Linked DNA regions of Anas platyrhynchos: all the other regions are linked to region 2. A link is a contact called in public Hi-C data. All regions are on one chromosome and are shown on one strand. Each heading gives the region's core, a stretch centred on a gene start, on an enhancer-like site or on the middle of the called end of the contact. The rest is flanking DNA. Distances are from core to core; before and after follow the strand shown. Region 1 overlaps GNAS (GNAS complex locus). Region 2 overlaps GNAS (GNAS complex locus). Region 3 overlaps GNAS (GNAS complex locus).

Region 1 (2,700 bases), core at 113-2,612, 92 kb after region 2:
AAACACTTTACTTCTATTCCTAAGGGTTAAAAAGAAGAGGGTATTATTTAACAGCTTGGAAGAGATGAGGAAAAACTCCAGCTTGTAAATTTCAGTACATATTTGGTGATCAATTTTAACTTTGCCTGTGTCCACATCATCTTTCATGACAGAAATTGAACTTTACGTCTCACTTTTTTAATAGTATGTTTGTTAAGATGAGTTTTGATGTGTTTTAAAGTCTGTAATTCAGACGAAACAAAACTTATTTTTCATTTGTCTCTGAAACAAGAAGGTAATCTAGTTCCTGGCAAAAATGCCTTTACCCTGAAGCCACTGTTAAAACATCCAGTTGTTTTCCCCTTCCCCTGCACTGTGTTTTAGGGAGTTGTTGAGAAGTAGGGGCTGAAACAGAGGGCTATTTTAGAGGGCTACCCAATCCAATTTTAATGGCATTTTGGTTTCCAATCTGTGAAGCTGGGACTTGGCTACCTTTTTCCCCCTTTAAATCATTGAGCATGACCATAGTGAATGCAGTTTCAGTGTCCCTTTCTAGGAATAGGAATCCAAAGGGAAATCTTCTTTTGAGAAAACTCATCTTTTCTCTGTGATTTCTGCTTCATAAGGAAAAGAATTCATGCACTGGAGTTTAAAAGGAAACTTAATTAGTCTTAAAACCAATATATTTTAGTCAGTAATGTTACCAGTAGAGTTAACTGTAGAAGCATTTTGAGGTCTCCTTCTAGTACAAAATGAAAGGTGTCAGGTCCTGCATAACCCTGATGCATACTTGATATTAAGCAAGGTGGTCAGAGTACTTATAGCATAACATCTGTGTTCTGAAACTTGTTTTTTTATGTCTTTGAATCTTAGAGTAACAGCACAGTAAAACAAATTGGTTCCTTGAGATTTTTGCCCTTTGAGTTAAAGATAATTAGAAGGTTACAGCAAGTTGGCAAAAGCATTTTTAAAGGCTCCAAGATAGCTCCTTTAACTAATGCCTAATGATTTTTGAATAAAATAAACCTTCTTATACGTACTTTATAACTGTGCCTACTAGTACTACTTCTGCAGAAAGTAAGCTGAAAAGCTTTTCCAACAGGTGACAACAAAATCAGTGTTCCCTTACACTTAACTGCAATGAAATCAGTTTAGGGATTTCATTTATTAAAAGACACAGTGACGATACATTTATTCATAAAAATATTCGTCTTACTTTCTAGAATATTATATGCAGGCAGATTATTTGAGTCATTGTTTTACTGTTAGCAGGAGCAGACTATGCTGTACAGTTTTTGTAATATCACCCAAGTTAAACTACGTGCGTGTTTGCTGCCGGAGGGAGCGGAGTGGGAGGGGGCTGGAATGAGATGAGCAGGCTTGCTGAATAAAACTTGGGAATTCGGCCCTCTGCTGGGTGCTGCTAGGAGATGCACAATGTAAATGCTAGCACACGTATGTTCAGCAATTTACATGTATTCAACACTTCGTGAATCTGAATGCAATAAAACTTATCAACTGTTACTTGGGAGCTGTCAGTTAATTAAGCATCAGAAAGTTTGTCTAATTTGAGAATGCCAAATTATTCTTTTCTTTTTTTTTCCCTAGTTTTCTAGACAAGATTGACATAGTCAAACAAAATGAGTATACACCGTCTGACCAGGTAAGTAAAACGCATTAAAAAATTATACAGCTTATCTGCACCCTCTGTCTTCGAGGATATCTTTTTCTCTAATTTTCCAATTGCGATTTATGGCACTAATGTAGTTATTACCATGCACTGAACAAGTACAATATTCCAGTAAAAGTTACTTTGTCGTTAGGATTGTGGTCATGCTTAAACATATATGTGTACTGTGAAATGAAAATCTGTCTAGATGTAAGGCATGTTATACTTTAGCAACACAATAATTCAGATGTTCATTTGAATAAGTAATTTCTAATGTTCTGCCCTCCTTGCTGAATAACTGCCATGTGCTTCCCTTGATGCAAAGTTGGTTGGTATCCTCTCAACCACACCATCTCCTTCGGTGTGCCATATATCCAGAAAAGCAGGAAGATACATTATTCACAATTAAAAATAATGGTGTATTCCTTTTCATATGTCCTTCCTGATAAATAGAAGGAATAGCAACATAAATAGCAATAGAGTTTTCCAGGTACGAGTATGTCAGTACATCTTTTTCTGAAGTATAGATACTTCTTAAAAATGGTACATCTTGTAATTAAAGACAATTTCAAATCAGACAAACTTTCTTTACTAATTAGACTCATTTTCTAATTAGGATCAGTGCATTCACTGAGCCAACAGTAAATACTGTATGTTCAAAGCTAGCAGATTATCCTATTTTTACCACTTGCTAGAAGGACACATATGGCATTTTAGTGAGACCATGTGCAGATCTGGCCTTGTGGCTGGACTGCAGACTCCACGGTTATATTTCAAGGAGCAGAAATGTCCATCTGATGTACAGTGGAAAAGGGCACATTTTGCAAGATCCTGTTTACCTTCAGGGAAGATCAGTTTTTCGAGTTACTAAATTACATACTTGAAAATAGGCTTTCCTGAATGCAGATAGAAATCTGAGTTTTAATTCTTTCATTGTGTTATCTAGCTCTTACTTGCAGAAAGCGTGGTAAATCTAAGCATGCTCCATATTCTTACTCATGTAGAACTTGGTGAATTTCCCCTCACAATAAAATGACTCCATGGGCTTTAAT
Region 2 (2,700 bases), core at 136-2,635:
GAAGACATACCCTGTGCTGGGTCCATCAGAGGGCACAATCCTGCACCTCTGCTGGTTTTAACGTGGCAGAGGCAAAGTCCCTGTGTTGGGCCACAGGTTCTGAGCCAGCCTGGGGCTGGAGCAGGGTCCAGAGCCTGGACTCCTGCCTGGTTCCCACAGCCCTAGCAAGGGACGTACTTGCTCCTGGCTGGTGTCTGAGATGCAATGACAAGGGGAATCTTCCATTGCACACCTAAAGGCTTTGAGACGATTGTTTTATATATGTTGCTGATATTGAAGGGGGGGGAAAAAAAAAAAAAAGAAAAAAAACACACCAGAAAGACTTACTTAGAGCATTGGGAAAGGGTCTAAATTCTGCAACTGCCCTAGGGTATGTGGGGCACTCTCTAATTTAACATCAAGGCACTTAAGAAGTAATGATGCTGTTACTTTGCCAGACAGACAGATTCTTCCAGGAAAAATAGGGTACAAAAGACCCCTATTCTATAATTCTGTCTGTATGTAATTTTAGGATCTAGGCTTAACAGTTTTCCATGTAAAGAAAAAAGATGGGAGAAAATACTCTTTTTGAAAGGGAACACTTTCAGGCCTTTAGCAGTGCAGAGAAGGAGGAGCAAAATCACAGTTCTGTTATTCCTTGCAGATCATCTCTAATAATGGCTCCTGGTATTGAGAGTACTGCGGTTTGCTACCACTAAAATATAAAATCATTTTGAGTGTGAAAACCTGAGCGTCGTTCTATTAAAAAAAAAAAAAAAGTAAAAGAGAGGAATGTTTACAGTGCATTAAAACCTGTGTGACAACTTAACGAAAACTATTTTAACAATCCTCTTATTCCCCTTCCTGTTATGCTCCATAAAATGAGAAAGCAGTGTCAGTAAGCAGCAACACCGGTGCAGTGGGCGAGCGGAGCAGGCTGGGCTCCGGCTGCTCCTGGCTTGTGCTCAGCCCCCCGCGCCCACCCTGTGCGGCTGGGACAAGCGCTCGGTGCCAGGACTGCTTGGCGCAGCGTGCTCACGCTGCTGCGCGTGCTGGGGAGGCGAAGCCAGGAGCCTCCCTGCTCTCTGCTAACCTCCACGGCAGAGGAAAGACTCGGGAGCTTGTTGCTTCCTTGCAGGAGCTAGCTGGAACCTGGTATTTAGAAAACATCAGCCCCTGCTACTTCTGTGGGCTTTGTGACCCAAACATGGCAAGAATTAAAACAGAATAATTCTTTACAAAAGAAGTTTGCAGTCAGGGGTAGGTCTGGCGTGAATGTTGACAAATATTGAAACTAAATCTCAGAAACGAGATGTTCCAAATTTTTTTTTTTTTTGTAATCAGCATTCCATATGTGTTATGCAGAGAGCTAGGATGTGCTTGTACTTTTGTTACATAAGAGTTGTTTGTGTTTTTTTTTTTTGTTTTTTTTTTCTTTACAAAGTACGGTGCAGAATGCATGAGTAGTGAGAAGGAATATCATGAAAAAAAAAACTGTTAGAAAATAAGAAAAGCTAGTAGGTGAAAAGCTATTACTCAGTGTTTTATTTCCATAATCCCATGAGTTCCTTAAAGTCCCTTTTAATATTTCTCAGAAAAAGCTTCGAAGTGAGAGGAGGGAGGCAAGTTTTTTTTTCTTTGGTTTAAAGGAAGGTCTCGGTTAATTCTATTAGTAGACTCTGGGCTTGTTTTTATTTAAAAACAAAACAAAAATCCCTCTCAAGTTTAGAATTTCTGTATGGAAACATTCTTCTTCTTTGCCAGAGAGGGAAGTATCTCGTTTTCATTCTGTTTGTTTTGGAGTATCTGTACTTAAATGTTTTGTGTTTGTTCTTTATTGAATACATTAGTGGTGCATTAATTTCTTCCTGACAATGCTCGTTTTATTGCATTCAGATAGGCTCGCTCTTTCCCATATGACAGACAAACTTGTCGTTCTGCTTGATGACCCTGGTTTGCCCTCCCTGGGTTTGATTGATAACGGCTTAATTTCCAATCTTGTTTACCTATTAATACTTTTTGAAGTGATTTTTTTTCTGGTCACTGCAGAAGGAACAAATGAAAAAAAAAAAAGCCACATTGAATTCTTGCTCCAACTCCAATCTGTTTGCTTTGATTTTCCTTTTTAGATTATTGTTTGGCTTTAATTTGTTTGTTTCTCCTTTAAATGGGCTTGGGATTACTCAAGGGTTCCTTGTTCAGCAGGTCAAAGGGTAATGTGGAGACTTTGAAACTGTCTCCCTTTTTATCACCAAGTTTTGTTCTTCCAAGAGTCCAAAGGATTTTGCAGGCCGATAGCTCGTGGAGGATGCCTCCTTCTAAGGAAGGCGTAAGCAGCAGGCCCGATTCGGTGCAAGGGGCCACGGGGCCACTTCTGGTCTTCAAAGCAGATTTAAAAAAAATGGATCCAAGTCTAAACCATATCCTAAATTAATCCTCATACGAGACTAACTAAAAGACAAGTTTGCTGGGGATTAAACGCACTGAGATTGATAGATCTGACACTCGAGTAGCAGTCACTTCTGTGGCCTACGATGAAGGCCCACAGCTCTGCATTTCTAAAGCTAAAAATATAAAGAGACTTCAAAGCAGAGAAGTATCAATATACAGCGTGTGCTACTAAAAAATGTCCTTTAACTGAAAGAGTCCATCTGTCCCAGAGATAATGCCTACTTTTAAAAGAAGGAAGCCTGCTAGAGCTGCCCAGCCACAGCACTGTGA
Region 3 (2,767 bases), core at 180-2,679, 67 kb after region 2:
GAGTCTAGCAGTGGTATCTGTCACCTGTTCCTGAGAAGTACCTTTAAAGGCTGCACTTCTTTGTGCTGACTTGCTGAAGTTTCTCGGTGCCTCCCCAGCAGAAGCTCCCGTTAACCCCGTCTGTGCGCTTCTGTCACTGCTCTCCCGAACTCCTGGCCTCGGCTCAGAGCAGAAGACCTGAGAAAAGCTCCAGGTACCAGCTTCGGGCTTTTCATTTAATCTCACTGGTGAGCTTCAGAGGTGTAAAGCTGGGAGGCTAGGCCAGTAACCTCATCTGTTGGAGAGCCCTGCTGGTATCCTGCCCTTCCTCCTCAGGCTTACTGACTAAATGGAAGCGTCACTTCAGAGGAGCCCTGTTGGTGTTGAAGGGTAGCTGCCTCTGCTCATCCTGAGCTTTACTGTACTTCCTGCCGGAGCATATTTCACAGTCCTGGGAGAAAGGAAAGGAGGCTCTTTCCCTTTCTTAGCTCCATTTATGAAGTAATTAGTTCCAATTCTGCTTCTAGGACAGCAAGGTCTGGGAGGCTGTCACCAGCTTCTCTCTGTGGAGAATTGTTTTAGCTGTGAGGAGAGGGCAGTACCTGAGAGGAGAGCAGATTTGATTGCTCCCGCATATTTTGGGGATGTATATAGAAGAGAACGAATGTTTTAACTGGAGCAGCCATGTGATACTCCTTTTGGCTAATAATAAACAGAAGAATGCAGAAGTGTCTAGAATATAGAAAATCCCAAATGGCGATGAGTGATTTACCATCCTTCACATTTCTTTCCTGCAGGTGCAGGATTTCATTTTATTCAGAATATACTACTTAAGATTGGGAACCTAGGAGCCGTTTCCACTGTGATGTGCCAAATCCTGCATGTCAAATCTCTGCGTCCTGTCAAGTATAAACACACATGATCTCTTTGAAGTGTTGATGCTGCTAATACTTCTACCTTGGTTTTCGTTTGTGGATCTCTGTTCTTAAAGCCTCACAAATACACTGCAGAGTAGCTGGAATAAGTAGGATCTCTTTCATACAAATGGGTTATTGGTGGCATGAAGGCTTGGAGGATACAAGCACAGTCTTGTAAGTCCAAGTTGATGTCAGTAGCCTCTGGATCAGCTTTGCAGCAAATCAAAAGCAAAGCCCGGGTACCTAAGCCTCCTAGTGTTTTTCTCTAGTCTTGTTACTATTAGGAAGCGCCCACAAATACTTGATTTTTTGTTTTATCTAGCCTTGGCTCAGCTCGATTCCTTGGCCACCAGTATGATTTTTGCTTCATTTTCTGCTCTGCTTTCTCTGCATATCTCCCAGCTGACGCTTCCTGGTTTTGGCTGGGGTGGAAAAGGAAATAATGTGAGAGACAGTATTTGCAGCCCATTTCACACCCTCCGCTATCAGGAAGGGCTGGAAGTAGCATGAGGGAGCCTATTCTCACGCTATTTCCTGCTTGAAAGCCTCGCCGTGTTTTCTCCCGCTGCCTGCCATTTCGGGGAAGGAGAAAGCCCGGGGAGGTTGTGGTGTAGGTGCAGTGAGTTGGATTTCTCGAACTTCAGCACCAGCAGAGCCACTCTGATAGCTTGAAACTGTGCCAGGCTGCTCCAGAAGGGCTTTATGAGAAGGATTTTTGAAGATGTTTGTTTTTAAAATACTTATCAAAGAAAGGGGGAGAGTGCAGCTCTTAGCTGACTGCTGTGCAGAGCTGCTAAAGGATCAGCAGATGTGGACGTGCTGTTTTCTTAATATCTGCTGTGTTAAGGGTTGTAAATTCTTTATATTTTTATTAGGATTTACGGTTTCACTTCTGGGTTCGCTGAGTTATAAGAGCAATTAAGAGCCCCAATCTGAGTACTTAATGATTTTCTTCCTTGTTGATTTCTCTTTGTGATGAAGTTCCTTTCGGAGATCATACAGTAAAGTGCATTTGCTGAAAGTCTTACCTTTTTAAATAGCAGCTGATTTATCAGTGGTACTGTTAGTCTAGTTTCTTATTCATATTATTTATTACTTTTTCTTTCTTTTTGCTTTTTCTAATTACTGTAGTTCTGGCAGAGCAGTTCCTCTTGTCTCCTCCAGGTCTGTGAGCTGTGCTGAGTACTCGCATTTGACAGGACAGGAATTTCCCCGGCCTATATTCCTGGCATACACAAGCTTCTTATGGGCATTAGCAATTATATTGTTAAACATTCCTGTGTGGAAGACTAACATTCATGTCTCCTTTTGCTGATTTAAAGCTGATGAGCTTGCCTACTGCTGTGTGAATTCTTTGGCAAGCCAAGGACCAGACCCGGATCACCTCGTTGCTTATCCGTTCGCTTAATCATAAAACCACCTTGCTTTTGTTCCAGAGCACTTAGAGATCATTGAATTAGGGCCTTGTCTCTATTCTTCTTTATCCTGAAGTACCAGAGGTTTATGTTTTAAACGAAGCTACATTTCAGGTAAAAGTAAATAAACCCTGGGTTATATTTTCTCCCCAGTTCATGGGGTCATTAGGTGCACACGGAGGTTGCTGTAGACAACAGGAAGCACAGTCACTCCTGTGCTTGCATGACTTCACTGAAGTCAGGACCAACAAAATGAGTCCAAATATATAAGTAGCCTGAATTATTCCTAACTATTCCAAGTGTCTGCCCTTCCTTGCTGCCTGTTGGTAGCAGGGATGTGCCTGCTGGCAAGTGCTGTGAAAACCAGATTACCTAAATTTAGCCAATAAATGGATTATGAATCCAACACATGTTCCCACTGTTGTCACAGCTAATCATAAATTCATAATTTCAACC

Evidence for each region. Hi-C and Micro-C count contacts between places; a contact is called where the count stands out from the background.
Region 1: a contact with region 2 is called in a Hi-C map of F1 follicle, with 2.5 times the contacts expected there. The contact joins two enhancer-like sites. A contact is called at or near these places in 5 of 8 Hi-C or Micro-C datasets (F1 follicle, F5 follicle, skeletal muscle and 2 more).
Region 3: a contact with region 2 is called in a Hi-C map of skeletal muscle, with 1.9 times the contacts expected there. The contact joins two enhancer-like sites. A contact is called at or near these places in 5 of 8 Hi-C or Micro-C datasets (F5 follicle, liver, skeletal muscle and 2 more).

Annotation. Positions count from the first base shown.
Region 1 is chr21:13,626,724-13,629,423 of IASCAAS_PekinDuck_T2T, forward strand. It overlaps GNAS (GNAS complex locus), which reads left to right. Exons shown (of 12, transcript XM_027442827.3): 6 at 1,588-1,642. Among named protein-coding and RNA genes, the nearest start is that of NELFCD, 18 kb to the right of the region's middle. Within about 2 kb of position 1,363, at least 2 of the 8 cell types and tissues checked have an H3K27ac peak or open chromatin away from gene starts, as enhancers often do. A contact at or near this core is called in F1 follicle and subcutaneous adipose tissue, where this site is marked.
Region 2 is chr21:13,535,021-13,537,720 of IASCAAS_PekinDuck_T2T, forward strand. All of the region lies in intron 1 of GNAS (GNAS complex locus), which reads left to right. It overlaps LOC119713312 (a long non-coding RNA gene), which reads left to right. Exons shown (of 2, transcript XR_005260434.2): 2 at 1-2,700. Among named protein-coding and RNA genes, the nearest start is that of GNAS, 46 kb to the left of the region's middle. Within about 2 kb of position 1,386, at least 3 of the 8 cell types and tissues checked have an H3K27ac peak or open chromatin away from gene starts, as enhancers often do. A contact at or near this core is called in F1 follicle and subcutaneous adipose tissue, where this site is marked.
Region 3 is chr21:13,602,387-13,605,153 of IASCAAS_PekinDuck_T2T, forward strand. The region is part of intron 5 of GNAS (GNAS complex locus); the gene reads left to right. The region is part of intron 4 of LOC106018981 (a long non-coding RNA gene); the gene reads right to left. Among named protein-coding and RNA genes, the nearest start is that of NELFCD, 42 kb to the right of the region's middle. Within about 2 kb of position 1,430, at least 2 of the 8 cell types and tissues checked have an H3K27ac peak or open chromatin away from gene starts, as enhancers often do. A contact at or near this core is called in subcutaneous adipose tissue, where this site is marked.